Regions from separate parts of the Gossypium hirsutum genome. Here region 1 is linked to region 2. A link is a contact called in public Hi-C data. All regions are on one chromosome and are shown on one strand. The core of a region is the stretch at or near the end of the contact, and the rest is flanking DNA. Distances in the headings are between cores, read along the strand shown.

Evidence for each region. A called contact is a pair of places that touch in the nucleus more often than the background predicts.
Region 1: a contact with region 2 is called in a Hi-C map of leaf, with 3 times the contacts expected there. The contact joins the promoter of LOC107893619 here to the promoter of LOC107893804 in region 2. A contact is called at or near these places in 8 of 34 Hi-C or Micro-C datasets (callus and leaf).

What each region holds. Positions count from the first base shown.
Region 1 is chrA08:15,691,604-15,698,321 of Gossypium_hirsutum_v2.1, reverse strand. It overlaps LOC107893619 (monothiol glutaredoxin-S11), which reads left to right and starts at 1,996. Exons shown (of 1, transcript XM_016818690.2): 1 at 1,996-2,654. The coding sequence starts at 2,159. The coding sequence ends at 2,464.
Region 2 is chrA08:15,372,818-15,380,214 of Gossypium_hirsutum_v2.1, reverse strand. LOC107893804 (E3 ubiquitin-protein ligase MIEL1) reads left to right here and starts at 5,391. Exons shown (of 9, transcript XM_041074502.1): 1 at 5,391-5,712; 2 at 5,799-5,886; 3 at 6,450-6,493; 4 at 6,608-6,648. The coding sequence starts at 5,651. It overlaps LOC107893750 (a long non-coding RNA gene), which reads left to right. Exons shown (of 4, transcript XR_001682955.2): 4 at 447-651.

The DNA of each region.
Region 1 (6,718 bases), core at 747-3,246, 320 kb before region 2:
TTGCAGGTTCTTCATAAGAGCTTTCATAAGCTTGGTTATAACCTGGATTTGATTAAATAACATATTATAATTAAGTATTGAACGTAATGACTTGTGTAATTGTTTATTTGATATGCAAATGAAGTTGTAGTTGCTTTGGCAACGAATGTGACATCTCAGATCTCGAATCTGATGATCGGGTTGGGTGTTACATATAAGTTCTTATAAAATTTTAAATATTTTAAAATATATTTTACTAATTTTATAATTTTTAAAAATTTATTTGAATTTTATTTTTTATAATATTTATAAATTTTTATGATTTTTATATATTTATATCAATTTATAATTTTTTTATTTTTAATAATTTTTACGAAAAAATATAAGATTAAACTATAAGTTGTCACATGTCAACTTTTGATTTGTCTGTCAATTTTAATGATAGTGTGATAAAAAATACAAATTGTTACGAAAGAAACTTAATTGATTTTTTATTAACAAAAAGAAATTAATTGAACGTGAATTTAGTAAAGGAAATTAATTTTTTTTTCTTTAAGATGCTTTTTATAAATAGGATGGGTTAAAGTATCAAGATACCTTTTTTATGAGCTTGGGCCTTGGTGCCACCCTGCAATTAATGCGTTTGGCCATGATCCAGCTGCATTCTTACGTGGAAGATTTGAAGGCTTAGCAAAAGATGCCATATCCTTTAATGTAGATGGATCATTTAAACAACCTTATATATGTAAAGGCCTCAGATTCTAGAAATGATATAGAAAAAAAGAAACACAACTTGCCTACTCAATTGGCAAACTTTTCATATAATCCTACATGTTTAGTGGTGCATCTTCAAATTCCATGGATGTTTCATAAACATATGAAGGAACAAATTTATGAAATAGACTACTGCAGAATCACCCTCAAGCTGATGAAATTTCTTGAGGGTTTTGCAGATTTTCATTAGTTTTCTTTCAAGGTGTTAAATTGATTTTAAAACTGGTATCAAATTAGTTGGGTCCGTACTTTCTGGCACTTCCACCACGTTGACAACTTATAGTGTATATTGCCTTATCTGAGACAAAAGGAAAGAACTGGACCTTTCTATGCATCCATTCTGTTCATTCCCATCTACATCTTAAAGGCCAAAAACTTGTTTTTTTATCATGCATTGAAGTTCCTAGATTTGTGGACACTCATCCACATGCATCATTTGTTAAGGTCCTCATGATTTAAAACTGTACCCACCTCATGGATGCTCTTCAGCAATGCTTACTTTCTTTAAAGCCAATTACATATAGTATTTTGCAGCAAGCCATACAGTTAAAGAATGGAGAATCCTGTCCTGTCCCACCGTGACGAAGGAACATGTGCGGTCCTTTGCCGTTCACAGGCTCACTCGCTCGTTGGATGGCACTATCTGAAAAGAGCAGCAACGCTATGCATGAAGTGAGACAATGCCTATCTGTGTGCTCACATGTGGGAAGAATCATACAAGTTGGTGGGGCGCAATACAAAGATCTACAGCCACCGAAAGCCATCACGTTCGCGATCCCATTCGCAATCTTTCTGCAAATAGGATTCAAAGGAGACGATTGTGAGAATCTGGTCTTAATTGACTAGCAAGCCTCAGAATATTTTCTACTTTCGTTAAATCTTGATTGGAATTAGAAAGTATTGGAAGTCCATGAAATCTACAAACAAAAGGTAAAATACTTGGTTAGTAGGCTAAACACGTAGATTGCTAAATCAGGTTGACGTAAGGGTTTAAATCAGATGCCTATAGCTATAGGCTGCTTACAGTTAATCACTTTTAGCAGAAAATTTCCCTTCCAACTTGTTGAGCCCATAGCTATGGGAGCACAGTAGTCTCCATCATATTAAGCACCTTTATTCGTTTTAGCATCTAAGTGAAGCAGGGTGTTTTTTTGGAGTTCTTGTTCAAACAGAGAAGTTTATGATGTCCCTATAAATACTCTACCATGGGAGCTTAAGTTCCCAAGTCCTACAAAGCTTTGGACTCCTTTCTGTCTTCCTCACTTCACCCTCTCAAACTCCAATCTACCACCACCATTAGATCGAGTGCAGCCGGAATTCGGGCTTCTCCGAACTTAAACATTTTCTTCGTCCCGTTGTACAGACTTTCTTTAAGCAAATTACATTGTGAATATCAGGATTCAACATGGACAAGGTGATGAGATTGACCACAGAGAGAGGGGTAGTGCTATTCAGCAAGAGCTCATGTTGCTTATGTTATGCTGTCAAAATTCTATTCCAAGAGCTTGGGGTAACCCCAACGATTCATGAGATCGACCAAGACCCTGAAGGCCGAGAAATGGAGAGAGCCCTCATGAGGTTGGGGTGCAAAGCGCCGGTTCCGGCGGTCTTCATAGGTGGAAAGCTGGTGGGATCCACCAATGAAGTCATGTCCCTCCACTTAGGAGGAGGACTGATCCCTTTGCTGAGGCCATATCAGGCTTTTTGCTAAACTAAATACAAATTACTCCTTCAATTAACATTGAAAGAAATAAGTTGGCTCAAAATCAGTGGTCTCTCTAGTGAGCTGTACGTATTGTGTAGTCTGCATGTGTAGTTTTATTTCTATGTTCTATCATGTGTCATCTTAGCATTGGTATATGTAGTCTTTTTCTATTTCTTAATGAAGTTTACTTTATATACTTTTCTGCTTTTCAACTTTCAAAAGAATTTTAAAGATTACTACATGTTATTTGGATGCTTCGTTCCTCAAGGAATTACTTTCTGCAGTTATTTTTATTCATTCAATATTGAAGCCATTTGTAAAAACCTACAAACATGAATGTATATGTGAAGATGAATAGCAACAATGTTCTCATTGTTGAAGCATTGATCTTGAAATTACATTGAATTATAAAATTAAATTTATATGTATATATATAAATTAAGATATCTTATTCTGTTTTACCTAACATAAAAGTATATATGCAAGTGTTATGCTAATAAAGATAGTCTTTCTTTTCATGTCAATATATCATATTATTTGCAAGGAAATCAAATTTTAGAGCTTCTTACGTATTTGTTAAAATTAATTTAGCAAATATCGATTTCATAAAAATAACAAAATCTTCTCATAACATAAATTATAAAAAGGCCACAGTTTTGGAAAAATATAAAATTATAATAATAAAAGTAAAATGGATTACCAGCCAATATCAACAACCGAAACCACTATATCTTTCTTCTTGACAACTTATAAATCTATAAGTATCATTTGTTGTTCATCCAATCGTTTGTCCAGTTACAACTAGCTTTGCAACAAGTTCTAACAGTTTGTTGTTTTTAATTGGCAATTTTTTAAGTGTATTTTTCAGAAAATGTTAAGTTTTGTAAAATGCAGCAAAATTAGTATAATTTTTGTAAAGAAAACTAGTCCATTTGGTGTATCTTAAAATATAAAAGGGTTTCATATTTAAGACATATGCGATCATAAGAACAATGGATTGATTTTGTGAAAATTTATCTCAATCATTTTTATTTTTATCTTAAAGGTAAATAATTTGGTGAGATTTATGTGTATCAGAAAACGGATTGAAGTTTACTTATTAACACTAGGCTCTAACTCTTTATGTGGAAGTCTCATTCAACATTGGAAGATATGAATTGAAGAGAGTAAATATCTAATTCATTGAAAGAAACTTGTTCTTGAGTGTACATACTTATGTTCAAAACTTGTTTTTGCTAGTTTTTATTAAGCTTTCGCAAGGAAAAACTTGGTGAGAGCTTTTATTGTAATCAAGAGAAAGAGGTGGTGGTTATAATGGTGGGGATATCAGTTGGGTTTAAATCATAGCTATTACAGTGAAAGTTATAGTAGATTTCTCATTAGACAAGGTCTTGCAAACATAGGATGATTTCGAACTGTGTAAATGATTGCTTGTGTTCATTTATCTTTATTTTATTACTTGTTTCTTAGGTAACAACTGAATGAATATTTATTTAGAAACTTCAAACACTTTCAATTAGTATCAGAGCTAAACATTAGATAAACTTAGTGGGATTTTATTATAGGTTATTGAATCTTGGAAGAAAGTTCAATTTTCTTATCACCTATACTTGATGGTTTAAACGACGCCTACTCAAAGGCATGTATGATAGCGAGTATAAAGTTTATAAATGAGAAGGCTTGAAAAACTATTCTAGCTAGATGGACACCCCTTGAAACTACCAATGTTTATGGTACTACAATTGTGAAAACAAAAATTACTTGGTTTGCAAATGAAGATAAAGCATCAAGCTAACAACTCTAAAGCTCTAAATGACATTTTTTAATGGCATAGACCCTCAGGAATTTAGGAACATCTCCAAATGCATCTTAGTTTGATAAGATTGACTCATTCTTGAAACCACTCATAAAGGGGCCACTAGTGTGAAGCAGTCAAAGTTACAAATGTTAACTATCAGGTTTGAAAACTTAAGAATGACTGAGGATGAAACTCATTTTGATTTTTATGCAAAATTTTGTGATATATCTAAACAAGTTTTTTCTTTTGGAAGGAAATACTCAATTCGAAGTTGGTATGGAAGGTGCTAATATCTCATCCAGAGAGATGAATTTGCAAGAAACCATAAGAGACAATATCAAGACTAAAATGAATATTGCTTTGAATGTTAAATCTCCAATTACAACTAGCACTGCAACAATTGTCTCTATAGAGAATTTACGAGAGCAATTGGCCCTTCCTACAAGAAAATTCAACAAATCTTTTTGAAATTACAATAAGAATAAAGCTAAATGAGATACAATAAAACAAAGAATTAAAAAGAAAATAATTCAATGTCATGAATGTCAAGGCAACGACATATTGAGGTTGAATGTGCCAATATTTAGAAATATAATGTAGAAGAAAGATATAGAGAAGGCTCCTATGGTAACTCGAGCCTCCAAGAAGAGAAAGATTGTAGAAGAAATCTGCAGTACCCCATACTTGACCTGATCGTCCGGTTTGAGCTACGAGATGCCACATTCATTGCTGGAGCAACTACGACTTATTACAAGCAAATTTCATCATATATCATTAAATAATAAGTATTTCAAGTGTAAAATATCATATATAATCATTCTCGAGTCATATACGATCTTACAAAAGCTCTATACCATCCTAAGGTCGAACTCGGATTAAACTAAAATGTTTTTGAAGTACTTCAAGTGAGTATTGCAGCTTCCAGGGCTTATGTCACGACATTGAAGACAGTAACAAAGATTCCCAACCTGGTGACCAAATTGCAAAGTTTTCAAAATAATATATGACTGATGTTGCGACCTCAAATAAGGGATGTCACGACAACAAAGGGAAATGCCACGCCATTGATGGTGTATGTCGCGAGATTGGAAACACACTAAGTCCCTACTTTCCAATGCTACCAACCTAGCATATTAACCATCATTTTGGCTCCAAGGCCACAATCAATCATTGCATATACTTAAAACTTGCAAAAACAAATATACCAAGCCATTAATATCATTTATATACATGACCAAAACAAATTTCACAAATATCACAACCTTTATACAACCATTTAACCATTTTGCAACATCAATTAAACTATCCCTAAGTACATGCCATTAACATAATGAAAAGAATATAAAAAGCTAGGTTGATTCGATTGTTGTCGTTCGGGTGTTGACTTCACTTTCTCGAGGTTTCAAGGACACCTATACCTGCACAAGGAACAAACAAAGCGTACATTTAGCTATAAGGCTTAGTAGTACATTCATGGTTCAAGATATATATATATCTAAAAACATAAGCATTAACAATATCTTTCAAGATAATACATGGATATATGTACTTAATATTCAACCAAAACTTGTTCCAAGTGTCAAACATTTTTATCATCATTAAATATATGGAAGCATACTTATAACAATGCCAAAACAACCTATTAAATATTACAACATATATGACCAACTCCAACTTCCTTATCATTTACCAATTATTCACTACATATCAATTCAATATAATTCAAGAATCAAGCACTCGTTTATGTATTTTTATAGCATGCCATTAACATTACACCATTGTGTTCCATGACATTCAAATAATTTACTTTGATCTCATACCATTCAACTCATTTCTAGAGTCAATTGACTTATCTGCATTCAATTTGGCCCTAGGGCTCGCTTTCAATTAGTTTGCACATTAGGTATAAGATTTATTTATCAAACTCATATATATACAAATTTGGTCACATATACTATTTCATTTTAATACTATTTATCAAACTTATCATTTACACCCCTATTAACATGACTCGAACTCGGACAGATACACGAATCATGCAAGCAATACACCAAACTGGCACCGAAGTGCATCATCGAGTAAACTGGCACGTAAAGTGCATACTAACGTACAAAATGCATCCTGGCGCACATAGCACATACAGGCACACAAAGTGCATTCTAGCACACAAAGCACATATCCAGCACACGAGGTGCAACCTGACACATAAGCGCATAATCTCGTACACAAACCAATCCTATGGCATGTCAACTATATTCGACACAACTAGAACAACTAATAGAGTGCCAATATTCAATTCATTTACAATTTAGTACATATATCATTTCTTAACCATATTCACTATTGCAATCCATTTTATCAACATATCATATATATTTCATACCATTCAATGCATTTTCACCCAATTCCATAACACATCATTTTCAAGCAATTCATGTTACTTTACATTTTATTCATTTTAG
Region 2 (7,397 bases), core at 4,142-6,641:
TTTTGAGAAATAAGCAGATGGTAGTTGGTACTGCATTAATGATTTTTAAACTTTTAGTTACCGTATTCACACTATTCACTACTTGCGTTTGAGAAGGAAACATGCAAACAATTCCTAGTTAAGTCTCACTTTATCATCACTGCAAAGAATTTGTCATTAATGGAATTTCACATAATTATGTTAGAGGTCTTATTCATTTTGGAATTGCCTCTATATGACCAAAGCTCTAGATGCTTTATGTATTAAGTTATGTCCCAAAATTCTAGCATGTAGTCCGTAGAAGAATCTGCTTTTGTTCCATTCACGAATATTTTTCTTTTCTGTTTTTGTTGCTTGTGAACTGAAAATCTATTTCTATAGCTTTAGTCTAATGGTGTAAACTTCCTCTAATATCTCTTTGTTTTCCCGTTTGTGTTTTTTTTTTTTTTTTTTTTTGTGCACTGCAGGTAAGAGCAAGGAAGATATGCAGAAGCTGAATTCATGCGGTTGTATTATTCTTTAGAATGTAAATATGCTCCGTAGTTGTCAACTGTCATTAAATATAGATAATTTTTCCCTCACATATGTAGGCGTTAGTTGCTTTTGAAATGGTGTTCGTCTGTATACTGGTTGGCCTGCTTACTATGATATCTTTGGTTATGTGTTCCTTAATCCTTGTGCAAGTGTATAACCATCCTACAATAGTAAACATGTTCTGCAAGAAGAAACATCTTGATAGTTGCGCAACTTGTGCTTGATTCCTGAGCTGTACCTTGAGTTGCCAGTCCTTTGTGCGAGTCTCCTCGGGAGATGCCTCATAACCGGTTTGAATAAGATTACATTCATAGTTAGGCTGTTCAAAAGCCAATTTTGTGTAAGGTACAGATATATGAGATGCATGTGAGAGAAAGAATGAAACAGAGATGATAATACGATATGGTTAGTGCAAGTTAGCTTTTGACATGAATCATTGATACATGTAAAATTTCTGAAAAGAAAAATTAAAAATAGCTTAGGGGCTTTTGACATGAATCAAGTTTTCATTTTGTTTCAGTTGACGGGAAAATCCACGATTGACCTTTCACGTGCTTTGATATTTGCCGACACGTTACATTTGATTAAACCGGCTTGATTATCGATGAAGGATATATGCTCCATCTCAAAATTTCAGTCGTCGTGTTTCTAGCATTGGTTTATGTTGGTTCTTGTTACACGTCTTCACCTCGAGTCAATCGTTTTGATAAGAGAAATTTGTTTATTGGAAATATCTCGTCTATTGAAAGAACTTGACAAAGTTAGAATTTTTGTCAAGTCAACAATTTTGATCAGAGAAATCTGTTTATTGGAAATATCTTGTCTAGCATCTCGCCTTAAATGATTAGCTTGTGAATCTCGATCAATTTTCACATCACATTATTGGGATTTATTTAAAGCAATCTACCAAGAGAAGATCCTTCATGGTCCAAAGACATGTATTAAGGGTACACATAACAAATCTACTACCTAACGAGACAACGTTATGGGATTCACAAAAAAGCCCATATCTAAGAAAACATAGAAGGATGGATACAAGACATACTTGTGAGACTATTACTTCTGTCGAAGTGCCTCCTCAATCCGTCCTCCATTGAATCAATTTTCAATTCTTTACATGACTATTGGATGAACCATCACTTATCAATTATCACTCAATTTACTTCTTTGTATCAACTCTTCTAATCATTTTCTTTCATTTAAAAACAAATTGTATATCCTCTAAAATTAAAGATATTTGTATTAAAAACATTCTTAATTTTATCATTTACATTTGCGTCATTATTTTCATCAACAATGAACAAATTTTATAAAATGTTAACGTTAAAACTTGATGAAAGGAGAAAAAGGACAACAATCCACTGTGATTGTTAACAAGGAACAACCTTTATTAAAGGGATAACATATATGGCCCTTGAATTTGTCCATAATATCTAGTTGATTCCTAAATTTGTATTCTCGTTAGCTAAGTTGATATATCCACATTGACACTGTTAATTTGTATTGATGTGGCACTATTATTCAATCCGGTAGTGCCACGTGATGTTTCAAGAGGTTGCCACATGGCAAACATAAATAAAAAATATATATTTATGTTTTCCATTGTAACACCCCTCACCCATATTCAACGTCGGAATAGGATTACGAAACATTATTGGACTTACAGCACAATAATCACACATTTCACATATATTTATCAAATTCAAATAATCATCAATCAAAATCATTCATATCGTCCCTAATACGAGCCTACAAAGCCCAAACATGTATTCGGGGTGGTTCGGGACTAAACCGATAACTTTAAAAACTTTTTACACACTTAGAAGATTTTTGCAAAATACAAGGGACACACGCCCATGTGGTCCGGCCATGTGTCTCACACGGCCAAAGACATGCCTGCACAGGCCGTGTGGACATTCAAAATGGGATCACATGGCTATGTCCCAGCTCTTGTTCGACCCTGTGTAACTTTCTGACTTAGGTCACATGCCCAACACACACGCCCGTGTGGCCAACTTGTGTGCCCTAAAAATGGCCACACATTCCTGTGTACCAGGCTATGTGCTAGGCCTTGCCAAACCTGTAAAGTATACTGACTTAGGCCACATGCCCAATCACACTCCCGTGTGGTAGGCCATGTGGAGCATACTGACTTGATTTTTAATTCAACACCAGGGGATACATGACCGTGTATCACACATAGTTGAGAACACGCCCGTGTCTAGACAAAAATAAGCTATTTACCAAGCCATTTTCCACCTAAATTTGAATACACCTACACCAAACCAAATGGCACCAAAACATAGCTTATGTAGCCATTTAAACCAACTAAATCAAGCTTAATTCATGCCAACTCAACTCTATTATCCGCAATATACACAAGTTACAAAATGGACCATTATATTATGCCAAATTTACACATACAATTCAACTAAGTAAACATTTCCAAACATGCATCATTATGCTTAAGTTTACAAGCATATATATTCTCCAATATCAACCATTTGACAACCACAATACCTACTATCAATAAGCATCACAAAGCCAACCTCAATCACATAACATAAGCCATATGCACACATATATATACACAACCAAAACATAAACATTTACAAGCCAATTCAAATGGCTAAATTCATCATCAACTTATATACCAAAATGACCAAAGTTCCTATACATGCCATATATTCCAAAAATATAAATTCAAAAGTACCAAAACGATAGGTTGATAGTGTGATGAAGTCTCCGATGATTCCCAAATCCGAGCTAGCTCTGAAATCACTATAAAACACGGAAAAATAAATAGAGTAAGCTTTACAGCTTAGTAAGCTCATATGATTAATAAGTATAATATGCCTATTCATTCACTATTTAAAGAACATAAGTAACATAAGTATTATATTCAAATCAACGATTTGCACATTGCCATAATTCTGTGTTTAAGTATAAATTCATCAACTTTCACTTACATTTCATATAAACTTATCAATTATCACTTACTGCCAAACTTATCACGAGTACCTGAACTGATCCGTATCATTGCCTATATCCTCGTACCATCATCTTTTCCCGTTGAACCATTCGGAATAATATCGGATACTAGGGAATCTCGCACCAAAGTGCCACATACATAGCCAACACTATCTCAATCTCATATTACATATTTGCTCACTCTCGAGCTATCAACGAGCCTGCTCACACAAGCTGTTGGTCAAGACATAGTTACACGGTGCTGCTCACACAAGCTGTCAAGTAATCGCAACATTTGCCGGTATACTCAGCCACCAGTAGAACGTACATGACCAGCACCCGGATCACATAATCACAATAACCCTTAATGACATGTCCCTAGTATCCTATCTATTCTCAAGGTTAATCCGGGATTCTCACAGTGTCAATGCTTTGTCGATAGATTTCACAATGTTGTAATATCACAATTATAATATTTAAGCATATAAACACATATAACATTAAGCTTATTAATCATACAAACTTACCTCGGTTTACAAAAACGATGAAATAGATTGAGTAGTCGAGTACTTTGTTTTTCCCTCGGTCTAGATCCAAATTTCGCTTTCCTTGATCTATATGTAATCAAATTTAGATTATTTAATTATCACTCTATTCAATTTAATCCAAAAGCACTTATTAAAGCATTTTATACTTTTGCCCCAAGTATTTCACAACTTTTACAATTTAGTCCTTATTTCATAAGAACACAAATTAATGCAACTTGATATCAACCCATGCTAGTCAAATTTTCCTAGTACATATATCAGCCCATATTATTCATTTATTTCACATTTTAACCACAAAGTTTCCACATTTCACACTTTAAGCCCTAATTTGCATTTTCACTAAAAATCACTTAACAAAACTTGTATAATTATCATCAAACATTCATAATCTATCATCAATCATTAAAATACATGCTTATTCATTAATGGAAACTTCCTAAATCTTTAACAGTTTTGTAAAATAGTCCTTGAGCTAGCTAGACCTAGTTGCAACGATCTCAAAAACATAGAAATAATTAAAAATCGAGTCAAAATCACTTATCAATTAAGCTACTAAGTGACCGAACCCTAAAAAACTTTCATGGCTTCCTTCTTTCTTTGTATTTTTGGTGGAAATGAAGAAAGGATGATGATACATTAAGTTTTCCATCATTTTACTTAAGTTATTTACAAATTACTATATTAACCTTGTTTAAAAACATTAAAATCACTTAATATATGCCCATAATTGTCCACTCACAATTGAAATGGTCTAATTACCACTTAAGGACTCTTACTTTAAGGTTCTATAGCTATTAATACCTTTAGCTATTAGAATATCACTTTTGCACTTTAAGCGATTTAGTCCTTTTTACCGAATTGAGCATTCAAATGATAAAATTTCTTAACAAAAATTTCACACAATCATACTATCATTTTGTAAACATTAAAATAATAATAAAATAATTATTTTGATTTCAGATTTGTGGTCCCGAAACTACTATTCTGATTTGACTAAAAATGGGCTGTTACATCCTTGTGGCGTTATGAGAGGTTGTCATGTGGTACCATCGGATTGGTTAATAGAGTCACATTAGCACAAACTAACAATATTAATGCAAATGTATTAACTTAGTTGACGGAATACAAATTTAATGACTAACTAGATCCAAAAAAATTTAGAAACTAACTAAATACAAATAGACAAATTCAAATATCAAATTATATATCATCTCTTTATTAAATATATAAATGTCAAAATGAGTGAGAAGATAACAACAATCGACGGGGAATGGGTGAAATAAGAAAACATTTAGTGACGCAGGCTGAGGCTAATATCTACTGCTAGCAGTTATTACGGCAACGTCTAGAAGATACCTAAACAAATCCTTTCCTGCAAACGTAAGATAAAAGTGAATTCCGTTGGCATTCAAAAAAAGGAAAAAGAAAACACCAGTTTGATTTACAAGCCTAATAAGGCCGAGCAAACATAATTGACTTTGAAGGCCTAATAGGCCCAATTTAGTAAATTTTATGTTTTCTATGTTGTTCTTAATTTTCAGAAAGGGAAAAAAAAAAGAAAAAAGAAGAGCAAATGTCTCTATTTTGTTCTTTCTTTCTTCGTGTTCCTATTCTAACCAATGGCAGGGGACTCTGTAATTTCGCCTCAGAGAAGCAAAGATTTCGGAAAACTCGACCATGGGTATCTTCTCTTTGCTCTATATTCTTTTTTGTTTCCTTTGGGTTTCAATTTGTTAAATGCTTTTTTTTATTTGTTTTTTCTTTCAGATGCGATCACTACAAGAGACGATGTAAAATCCTTGCTCCTTGCTGTAATAAGACCTTCCCTTGCCGTCATTGCCATAACGAGACCTCAGTACTTTCTCTCCCTTCTCTCGTTTCCCTTTCCCTTTTCATGTTCATTTACGTTTTTTAATTGCCTGCCTTGGTTATATAAATTTATTAATCTTATTGTTTTGGATTGTTTAATTTTTTTTCTTTTAATAATTCTTTTATTTCTTTGTTTAATTTAGAACTCACTTAGCAACCCAAAAGATCATCACGACCTTGTCAGGCAGGATGTCAAGCAAGTATTTTTATTTGACAAAATCACCTTTCATGTTGTACCTTAACATATAATTGTTATAATGGAGTGGAGTTGATGATGTGTCAGGTTATTTGTTCAATTTGCAATACCCAACAGGAGGTATGTCAAGTTGCATTTAATTCTGTGGTAGTAACTGTAAGTGTCTCAACTCTGAAAGTCCATTATTCTAATGTCCAGGTTGCTCAAGTCTGTTCCCATTGTGGGGTAAACATGGGAGAATATTTCTGCGACATTTGTAAATTCTATGATGATGATGTAAGATGATTGCATGTTTATGTTTACTTTTATTCCACTTAAAGAATCATGTTGAGTTTATGTTATGACTGTTGCAGATTACAAAGGGACAATTCCATTGTAATGATCGTGGAATTTGTAGGTTGGTTAGCATGTTGTGTCCGATTGCTTAAGTTTTTTACTTCTTGTTATTGTAACTTGTTTCTGTCTTATATCTTGTCAACTTCTAGTCTGGTCTAATCTGTGGTTTACACAGGGTTGGTGGCCGTGATAAGTTCTTTCACTGCGAGAAATGTGGTAGGCAGTCTTATTACCATTCTTGCTCCTTAATTGATTTAGTTTTAGAGTTGGTTTCTTTTATAGTATTGTATGGAATTTCATGTTATACTTGTTATGGGGCACAATATGCTATTCCTCTTTAAGCTGAAAAGAAATGGAAAAAGATGAAAAGGATAGCTGAATTATAAGTTATTGATATTCATGGTGGTTTGATCATATTAACCAGATGTGATTCTTCTCTAATTTTTATTTATTTAATAGGATTAACCTAAGAAAGCCAAAGGAAATAGCCAAAATCGTAATGATAGATAGCCCTTAAAATCCTTCGTTTCCCTACTGTTGTAATTTTGCGGAGTGCAGCGAAGTATATTGGCTTTATCTGTTGTTTAGATGGCCGTGTTCCAGGGTGTTTATTGAGGTGTGTTGCAGTTCTATAGTCGTAGTGTCCCCTATTTTGTCCATTATCATTTTAAACATAGGGCTCAAAGAGATGACTTCTAAGACATCTGGGGTCCTTTCAATGAGTTTATGACTCCATTAGATAGTTGATGATTTAATGGTGTCCCAAGCTAGTTTACTTCAGACTCCTAAAATTCACTTAGTTGTAGATTTAAGCTGGAGTTTCATGTAAAGGCTAAAGAAAAAGGCATATTAGGGAACCTATCTCTGTACTTGTTATTGTAAACTTTAAATTCTCTTAAGTTTATGGTGAGTATCTCTAAGCATATAGTTGTGCAGTCTTCAAATTAATTTTATGATTCCAGTTT